Regions from separate parts of the Mus musculus genome. Here all the other regions are linked to region 3. The links are chromatin contacts, called in public promoter capture Hi-C maps. All regions are on one chromosome and are shown on one strand. Each heading gives the region's core, a stretch centred on a gene start, on an enhancer-like site or on the middle of the called end of the contact. The rest is flanking DNA. Distances are from core to core; before and after follow the strand shown.

What was found. Promoter capture Hi-C pulls out the DNA fragments that hold promoters and counts their contacts.
Region 1: a promoter capture Hi-C map of liver shows a contact between it and region 3. The contact joins the enhancer-like site here to the promoter of Lgsn in region 3. A contact is called at or near these places in 20 of 39 promoter capture datasets (the 3T3-L1 cell line, 3T3-L1-derived adipocytes, the C10 cell line and 12 more), 4 of 484 Hi-C or Micro-C datasets (the 3T3-L1 cell line, cortical neurons, embryonic stem cells and 1 more) and 3 of 9 other capture datasets (adipose tissue, liver and macrophages).
Region 2: a contact with region 3 is called in a promoter capture Hi-C map of hippocampal neurons, with 4 times the contacts expected there. The contact joins the enhancer-like site here to the promoter of Lgsn in region 3. A contact is called at or near these places in 17 of 39 promoter capture datasets (the 3T3-L1 cell line, 3T3-L1-derived adipocytes, the C10 cell line and 11 more) and 4 of 9 other capture datasets (adipose tissue, liver, macrophages and 1 more).

Annotation. Positions count from the first base shown.
Region 1 is chr1:30,782,138-30,785,380 of GRCm38.p6, reverse strand. No RefSeq gene overlaps it. Among named protein-coding and RNA genes, the nearest start is that of Phf3, 79 kb to the left of the region's middle. Within about 2 kb of position 1,775, at least 2 of the 459 cell types and tissues checked have an H3K27ac peak or open chromatin away from gene starts, as enhancers often do. A contact at or near this core is called in liver, where this site is marked.
Region 2 is chr1:30,754,172-30,757,680 of GRCm38.p6, reverse strand. No RefSeq gene overlaps it. Among named protein-coding and RNA genes, the nearest start is that of Gm39615, 55 kb to the right of the region's middle. Within about 2 kb of position 2,015, at least 6 of the 459 cell types and tissues checked have an H3K27ac peak or open chromatin away from gene starts, as enhancers often do. A contact at or near this core is called in hippocampal neurons, where this site is marked.
Region 3 is chr1:31,174,446-31,177,724 of GRCm38.p6, reverse strand. Lgsn (lengsin, lens protein with glutamine synthetase domain) reads right to left here and starts at 1,290. Exons shown (of 5, transcript NM_153601.1): 1 at 1,245-1,290. The coding sequence starts at 1,274. The region is part of intron 2 of 4931428L18Rik (RIKEN cDNA 4931428L18 gene); the gene reads left to right.

The sequences.
Region 1 (3,243 bases), core at 526-3,025, 390 kb after region 3:
TTTACCTGGGCCTTCCAAAAGGCCAGAGATATTGTTAGATTCAATGCACACCATCTTTCATTCTAAATTTGCTATAGACTTTAGGCTGGCTTCTAACTTTCCTATCTCAGTCTCCTAGGTATTGAGATTACTACAGGGTGTTATCATGGTCAGCTTCTGTTCTCTTCTTCATTTTTCAATCTCTGTCTCTCTCTTCCCTTTTGTCTCTTCTTTATTTTTCTTTCACTTCTTCCTTGGTAGCAAGGCAGCATATTTTTCTACATCTGTCTTAGTTGTTTGTAAAGCATATACTTTTCTTATTGTGTATTCTGTCAGGGCATTTGGAAGTGCTATACACAATATATTAAGTCATTGAGTAAGTCAATTTAATGGAATGAATGTTGATTAATGCAGACTTGAATAGTTATTTGTATGTGTCACCTACACTTCAGACCACCAAGAATCACCAAATCACAGGTGCTAACTGAGTAGTATCCATTTGAAAGGGACATATGTCAATCCAGCAAGCAAAGCTGGGTTAGTATAAATATTTATTTTTTATATGTCTGTGTGTGGGTTATGTGCAGTGTATGTGAGCATTGACTGAAGCCAGAGAGGGAATTGGATTTCCTGGAACTGGAATTATAGGCAGTTCTGAGCTCAACAAGGGTGCCAGGAATCAAACTCGGGTTCTTTGTGAGAACAGTAAGAGCTTTAACACTTGACTCATTACTCCAATCTCCAAATTCATATTATCTTTAATCAATTGTTCTTCATATCATCTCTCCTGTTCTCACACATATTCTAGAAATTCGGTTGTTACATGGTCTGAGCTTTCCTTTGGTTTAAAAGGGTGAGCTGTGTATAGGGGCACGGGGTATAGGTGTGAGGACACCTATAAATAGATGACAAAGCTTCAGCATAGGGAAACGTGGTGTTGGTGTAGTAACCATGTGCTGGGGAAAGATGACAGCTGTCCTGCCTAATCCTGGTTGTCACCTTGACTACATCTGGAATCAACTAAGACCCAAGCAGTAGGGCATGACTCTGAGGGATTTTCTTGATTGGATAATTTGAAGTCCAAAGTTCCATCCTAAGTCTGGGCCAAACTTTCTGGTAACAGCCTGGTGGACGCCATGCAGAAAGAGCTGCAGTGGGCAAGTGAGCTTCTTGGGAGACAGCCCACTCTATTGGGCCATTTCCCTGTAGATCAATATGAAGATGAACTTTCATAAAATAATACTATTTGGATGAATTAATGTTTGATGTAAATAGTTTTAGGACGTTAGAGTTTGATAGAGAGTTTAAGGAGATGGTTTATGTTGATTTGCAGAAGCATATAATAAACTTAGAACTAAGGTAGAACGTGCCCCCCCCCCCCGTAGAATAGTGAGGGCTGCATAGGCTAGAAAAGGAGCGCAGTGAGCTTTCATGAGCTACAAGCACGTAATTGTCCTTGGAAGAGAAAAATAGGGTTGGGAGAAGTTAATAATTAAAGAAAACATTCATTCTAGGTTGGGGCTGAGTTTCTGAATTTTCTGATCTAGGGATGTGGCCATCGGTTTTGGTGTGCACCAGGAAAAGACAGAATTATGAACAAAGAGAAAATAATTCTATTATAGGAATAGAGAATAGATGCCTAGCCAGTTAACTTAACAAGATTTAATAAGACATAAGATAGACGATGATCTGTTTCTTGGTAAATAAAAATTGTTGTCAGGTAAGCATAGGAAAAATTCCTACTATAGACTGGCTTGTTTAAACCTTGTTAATCAGTGACAAAAAATTATTGGATTGGTGTTATGATGAACTTGTGGAGAGAAAGATAGCTGGAAAATGTTTAGTTAGGTATGGGTTTTGAAAGAGAACTGCATAATCAATAGTCCTATTATAATTTCATTTTGTGTAATGATTTTAATCTGTTTTTGAATAATATGATTTTGTTGTGGTGACATTTTATAGAGAATATGTGACTTGTGGCTATGAGGTAATCTTTTTCTTACACAGAGAACTTTGTCTTAGGTGCTATAAACAGGCTATGCAAAAAAAAATGAGTTGGAGCCTGCTCATTGGAGCTTGCTCCATCTACCAACTATATATATATATGCAAATGTATATGCATTTATATTTGTATATGTAATGTATATGTATATTTGAGAAGTTTGTTGAAGCTCTCTCCATTCATCAAATGTGTTTATGTGTATATATGTATATGTGTATATATGTGTATGTGTGTAAAATGGTTGGAACTTGATCATTGGAACTCTGCTCCATCCATCCACAAAATGCATGTATGTGTATGCGTGTAACGTGGTTCAAACTTTGCTTCATCCACGCAATGTGTGAATGTGTATGAGTGTATGTGTGTATGTATGTATGTATGCATGTACGTATGTGTTTATGTATGTGTAAAGTTGTAGGAGCTTGTTCATTGGAGCTTGCTTCATCCACCAGTGTATGTGAGTGTGTGCCTGCTTTACATTGCCTCCAACTCCACATCACTTCCTGGGACCTCTGAACACATTGTTGGAGCTGGTGTTCATCAGCAACCCATATAGAAGGACACAGAAGAAGGATGCTCATGCTTTTACCTGCTTGTCCCCACTCTTTTCTGCGAAGTTCATCTAACTGGAGGCATTCCTTTGCTGGGATTAGAACCTACTTCTATGGGATTGCAGTGGAGACAGAAGACAAGCCCCTCTCTAGGAATCCTGATGGACTCAATCCCTACATTGGGACTGAGACAGCCAGTCTTGTGGATTGAACAACTACCAGATTATTGACGTTTCCATCAGGAGACAGTCATTGTTGGAGTACCCAGACCACAGCCTGTAACACACACACACACACACACACACACACACACACACACACACACACACACTATCAGCCCTGACTAATACAACCACCTCTTCAGAGCTTCCATTCATGCCCAGGTCCCTGGATGAGTGAAGTATTGAAGCAGATCCTTTGAGTTAACAGGTGTAGGTGAATATATTTGAAAATTAAAATAGCTATATTTTAAAACATAAATGTAAATTTCAACAGACTTTCCCGTATTTTAATCTAGAACATTAAAATGTTTGAGTTATCCTAAATAAATATAAATAGGGAACAAGTAAATTACACCATAAGCACAACCATAAGACCTGAGCCTGAAATATTTTTAATTTTGTGTTTCCCCTATGCCATAATAACTCTCACATATATTACAGATTGAAGCTACACAGAGCTCTTCCTAGATGGATGAAAATATATTCCACA
Region 2 (3,509 bases), core at 766-3,265, 420 kb after region 3:
ACAGGGTTTCTCTGTGTAGCCCTGGCTGTCCTGGAACTCACTCTGTAGACCAGGCTGGCCTCAAACTCAGAAATTGCCACAGACCCTTTGGGTCCCTTTGTCTGCGTGGACAGGGTCTCTAGTCGCAGGTGGGCAAAGCGTCAGCGGTTGACAGACAGACCAACATGCGAGATTGTGTAGAATCTGAATGTAGTGTCACAAAGTGCACACCAATCTTACATAGTGCAGAAGACACAAGGGGTCAGAAGTCACAGCAGGCAAGGCACATTGAAGTTACCCGATACAAAACGAAGGAATGACTTTGAAAGGATTCACAGGAACCAGGTAGATGTTTACAGCAAAGATAAGGCAGTCTTACCCAAGGTCAGCTTAGTGACAGGTAAGGACACTCTAGTGCTATTCCTTTGAACCTTGTGAAGGCTAGCACCAGGGGGTTCTGCTCTTGGCAGGTCTCATGAATAATACAATATTACAACCCTCCTAATTCCTAGGCCTTGCTAAATTCTTATATGAGTGTAACTTTTAAGTATCTAGAAAATCTCCACTTGTCAGGAGAATCCACCAACTTGCTTCTGTTATGTAATATAGCCTGTAATAAAGATTTCTATTTCCATGGGATTTCCTGGCTCTATCATTCCCCAGTTTTGGTGAAAATTGCTACTGCCCTTGGTAGACCAGCTCTGAGCTACTGGCTCTGTCTTTTGTAATGCTTAATTAGTTACTGAATAGGTAAACTTCCTTACTGCATTCCTGCCAGATTTCAAGCTAGAATTTAAAGCTTGCAGGCTTCTTTGACCTTAGAACAATGGGGAGACTTAACTATAACAAAATTTAATCTTAAAAGGCATTTATAATAAAATATTAAAAGAGAGCTCATAGATCCATACACCAGACTAACGCGGGAATAGAGTATGAGTATATGGGTAAATAAAAACGCCAAAACTCCAAAAGGTGAGCTTCCTTAAAACTCTTTTTCTCATTGAGTGCTTACAGACTTTTTCAGTCTGTCAAGCTGATCCAACCAGAGGGCATGACAAGAAATACACCTGCTTCTGCCTCCCGAGTGCTGGGATTAAAGGCATATGCCACCACCACCCAGCTCTTAAGATTTTTCTAAGGGTTAACTGAGATGACACGTGAACAGAATAGCTATGCAGATGTTTATCATAGTAGGTACTCAATAAGTGCTTTCTTTTTTCTTTCTGTCAGCTATGGTCTGGCCTGAGCTCAGTGTGTCCCCTTTCCTTCTCCTAACCCCTATGCTAAAGCTCATAATTTGGCTCCATGTAAGCCATGGAGGGAGCATGTATGGCCCCTGGCTTTGATCACCAGCACTAAAACTAAGCCAGTCCCAAAGCAAACAACATTATAGATTGAAGACTTTACTTTGATCCAGATTAAAGATTGGCCATGTATGCGTCTCGTTAGTGTGGCTTGTGGGTGCCTATTTCTCTCTGTTTTATGTCACTTTTGTGGTATTTTTAATTTTTGAAATAATATTTTCTATTTTTACTTACATTCTTTTGACAGTTTCATAGATGTATATAATGTGCTGGTCATTTTCACCCCCATTTCCTTCTCTGATCCTCCTCCCACACCTGTGAAATCTGTTTCTTTGGGACACATAACATACCAAGTGACTACTGTCACTGAGAACATACCCACTCCCACTCCTCTCCTCTTCCACACCCAGCAACCATCTGGCATTTTCTATAATGGGAATTTCTTTAACAGACATCATAAGCAATGCCACTGAAACAACCTCTAATGTCTTTTAATTGTTCTATTAGAAAATTATTTAATGGGTAACTTTGGGGGAATTGGTGAAGCTTCCTGTTTTCACATTTGTCAATTCACAAAGCAAGAAGTGCTATTCCACGTCTTTATTGCTTGAGAGAGATGTTTGGAGATTTCCAGACAAGAGCTTTTTCATAAAAAGACTTGGAACTAAGCTCATTAGGGATACAGAACACAAATTCACAGTGAATCCTAATGAAACCCGGCTTAGGAAGATTTCCAGGCAAGGCAAGAATCCTTGTTAGTCATTAACTCTAAGTGAGAGCTAAGAAGGAAGACTTTAGAGAGATTATGGTGTGCAAGTGGCAGAAGGGGAAGAGGAAACAACAGGGGGATGACTCTGTGTGAGTTAGGAGTAGCGAGATCTAGGTAGTGACTAATTCCACTTAGAATGAGCAGAGAAAGCATTGAGCCTGGGAAGAAAATCATAACTCAATTCAACAGAAACCGGTAAGTAGAGACTTGCAAGTGTGTGTTCTGTGATAAAGTATGTTCAATTAGTGTTAAGACAGTGATTCCTAATAGAATTGCTTGAGCAAAGCCTATGGGGAAAGAAGTTGAGATATTGTGTCTTCTAGCATTGTAGTGGGCAGAGAGCAGATTCATGAATGAATCTTTATCTAGGATATCTGCTTTCTCCAGAAATCATATCTGTTTGGCAAAAGGGCATCTTATATGCTCCCATAAAGGATCAAAATAGTTGAGGGGGCTGGGGCTATTCCTTCGATAGTTCTGAGGGTCATACCAGGGCTGGGAATATTTATGTAGCCAATGTTGTGGAGTTCATGTGTATTTCAATTCCCTCTATTTCTTCCAATGGTTAATGCTATGACTTTTAAAATCACAGAAACATGATTTTTATTCAGCTGATTAAGATTGTTTCAGTTATAACCAAAATTAAGCAGAACTGGGTGTGGTGGTATTGAGAAGGCTAAGCTGATTCCATGACAGGCTTCAAATTGGCAGTCTAGGAGCCTAGGTCTAAATCTGGGTTTCCAAGAACTGGGTAATTCCAGGCCTGTCCAGGCCTCAGAAGCTGTCTGCCACCTGGCCTGAGGCAAGGACAATGGGTTAGCAGCAGTTTCCAGACCCATCCCCTCCCCTGACCTCGGCAAGCCAAATTTCCAGCCCCCACAGCCTGGTAATGGACTGTCCATAGAGATGGACCCAACAGATTAACATAGAGGCCACCAACCCCAGAATTCCCTAATGTGCTTTAAACGCAGACCACTTGAAGCTCAAGAAGAAGGAAGACCAAAGTGTGGATGCTTTGGTCCTTCTTAGAAAGGGGAACAAAATACTGACAGGAGCAAAAATGGAGACAAAGTATGGAGCAGAGACTGAAGGAAAGGCCATCCAGAGACTGCCCCATCTAGGAATCCATCCCATATACAGTCACCAAACACAGACACTATTGTGGATGCCAAGAAGTGCTTGCTGAAAGGAGCCTGATATAGCTGTCTCTTGAGAGGCTCTGCCAGTGCCTGACAAATACAGAGGAGGATGCTTTCAGCCATTGGACAGAGCACAGGGTCACCAATGAAGGAGTTAGAGAAAGGACTGAATTTGCTGAAGGGGTTTGCAACTTCATAGGAAGAACAACAATATCAACCAACCAGAACCATCCTTCCCCTCCCCTGTCCCCCCCCCCCCCCAGCTCCAAGGAATACACATGGAGAGACCCATGGCTCCAGCTGCATATGTAGCAGAGG
Region 3 (3,279 bases), core at 41-2,540:
TTTCTATTGTGTAGGTCATAATACTTTCCATAGAAGCTGAAACTAGACTCTTAAACCAAAATAGTGAGAGCTGGGGTGGGAAACACGGTGCCTCTCCAGACTTAGAGCAGAGCATGAAGCTCCTGCCTAGGGAAGTGAAATGTAAGAATGAATGTGTCCAGAAGCTGATGCTATTTGTGTCAGTCCCACTCACTTTTCCTGAACCACCATGTAAAATTCACTTTCAGAGAAACATGTTCTCTACAAGTACACACCCAAACTCGGCGTTTTCTTCCCATGGCATGACACTGCAGGGTCCTACTCAGTGACTCTCCCTGCTTTGCACAGCTTTGGCCGGTTTCTGTGTAGAAAGTAGATTCATCCCCATCTCTGTCCCAAAGCCCACTGCTCATATTCATCATGTGTAGAGCATGCACAGTTCTCACACCGACTTTATCTCTTCTTTCACTGGATGGGAAAGCACAGATCCTGTCTGTTCTCTCTATGTCATCATCTCAGGCACTTTACACATAGTAGGTCTGTTTCTCAAATTAGATTTCCTTAATTTAGCTTACAGAAAAGCTTCATTCTTCTTAACAGAAACTTAATTCCAAAGACACACTGTAATATTTCCAAAAATGTTTTGTTGAAAATACAGTGCTAAAGATTTGGTTCCATACACATGAAGAAATGGTCCTAAATGAAGCATGTTCACAACTGGTTTCTTTACTATGTTCCTGACTCATTGAGTTCTATCACTGCCTAACACGTAATGGGTTTCAACAAAATTCACACACACACACACACACACACACACACACACATTCACATACACACACAAACACACACACAGTTACTTCTCACCTTTAATCATTTAACCCCTTTAATCATTTAACCCCAAAGCCATTCTTACAAAGACTAAGAATGTGACAAAATAAGCTTTAAGACACACAGACTATTCTCTCATTAGTAACCAAGATTGAAATAAAATTTTATGGTGTGTTTATTCTTCTAAACCCTGGTGCCTAATGAAGTTACTGTAAGTGATTGCTCAAACTAAGCACACTTCACTAGATGCAAGCTCCAAGGTGTTCAGTTGTTAAAAACTGACTGTGCGAAACAGGACACTTCTTCACAAACTTCCCGAAAGCATACACGTCAACCCACCGTGCCCTCATTCCCACTGATGCTCAGAAAAGTTGCAGTCATCAAAACCTTCACTGTCGATATTTTGGGAAATACTATTTTGATTCTTAGCTTCCTACCTCCTGTGCGAGGTCCCCTTCGTCGGTCATGTCAACTGTTTCTTACATAAATCAGCCGTGGCATCCACACTCCCTTCAGCAATGGCTTCAGGGTGCATTTATATGTAGACTTCTTACAAAGGCAGTGAATGATGAATTCCAGGAGGTTCTTTCCAGGGGGATCCAGCAGGTAATAAAAGATAAACACAGACTCTGTCATGCCCAAGGCACAGGATATGAGCCATGCCCTAGAATAGCCCAGCAGCAAATGCTCATTTATGCCTGACTCCCTGCAAACAAAGGGACACAAAGCTTAAAACTGTGTGACTTTTTTATTTCCCCTCCAACCTATTGATTCTTTGTTATGTAACAGTCGTGTTCTGGAATTAAATCTATTGTAATAATCAGGTGGAGAAACATTTTTTAGACAGCTGTGTTATCAAAGCCACAGACAAAAATACAAATAGAAAAACCAGGGCTCTGAAAGACATAGATTTGTACCATGCTTGTAATTCACATACTTTCTTTCCATGGTAGGGACCTTTTTGCCTCCAGGTTATGCTGACCCTTCATTCTATCACTATACTAAGGTATCTTTCTTTAGCCTTTCTAACACATCCCAGGCCATCCTCATTATCCTCATTGAAGAAGTCTGCAGCAACCCAAGCTCCACCAGAATCAATGGGGAGCACTTTCTCTAGAAGACTCAAGAGGGTAGAAATCCCATTTCCTCCATACCCCAACCACAACTACAGGTTGCTAGAACAAACAGAGAGAGTTTCTTCTGAATCAAGCCAAAGGCACCAGTGAGCGAGCATACAGAACTACAGCTGGGTACTGCTCTCCAGGTCTTCTGGGCTGGCAAAGCCTCTGCCATTCAGTCAGGCCAGAATCTGGCTTCAAAGGTCCCGTTTCATCAGAACAATGACCACTGTTCTTGTTTGTATTGCATGGCCCTGTGCTTGCCTGCTGGCAATGCCTGTGTTCTGTGCTGGCCACTCGGCATTTGGTCTTCATTTAGACCTAGCATTGAAACAGGTGCTCACTTGGAACAGCATCCTGAATGCCTTCCCCTACCTTATCTCCCCAAGAAAAATATTCCCCATCCCTTAGAGTGTTGACTTAACAGTGTGGCCTTGATCTCCTCCTGAACTGAGGTATTGCATTTTTATCATGCCTTGGGCCAGAGCCTCGCCTAGACTTCTTGTCAATTGTCTTCTCTTAGAATTATTCCTTCCAGGAACCAGAATAGGTGTCATTATTTCATAGAAAAATGTCTGCGAAAAACTCTGAGATGTCTCTTTATGTCAGAGGACAACTATCAAAGATGGGTTATGTATTAGATATAGTTTTCCATATTAAGCTGCTTACTTGTGGGAATGCACACAACACAGAGCATATGTGGTGTCCAGGGAGTAGCTTGTGGGAATCAGTCCTCGCCTGTGGATCAAAATGGGGTCCAGCGTCCAGCCCACCACAGGGCTAGGGCCACTCACGGAGGCAGACGACATGGTAAGGAGGATTAAGAGGGGGCTGGGGGGCTGGGGAGAAGCAAGGGATCATTGAATCAATTAACTGTTCCATGGGTAGTACAGTCTGAGGGTAATAACATCAGTTTTAAACAGCATTTGATTAATCTAGATAAACATCATATTTTCCTTACTATCATGTAACTTCCCCCAAGTTCAGTAGCCATTTGACTTTGGCAAAAGAGTTCATCTGTAGCTGGAAGGTCCCAAGTCTGTCCTCTATGGGTGGGGTTCAGTGCGTGTCTCTGGATCTCAGCATGTGTCTCAGGAGTCTTCAGTCAGATGAAGTGTCTGAAGGAAGGCAGCTTTGTTGTCTGCAGGTCTCAGGAGATGGAACTGGCTCTGCTGGATCTGTGGCAGCAGGCACTGTCCTTTTCTTTTGTGGGGATAAACCTGTAGGGTAATTACAACAAAGGAACAGACCCCCAGCGTGGGGTATCTGCAGAGGGTGAATAGCAAATGTTAAGCCTGCAATGGTCTGCTTATGATCCTAGAAAAGCAAGGGTGTTTGAGGAATTTAGTCCTGG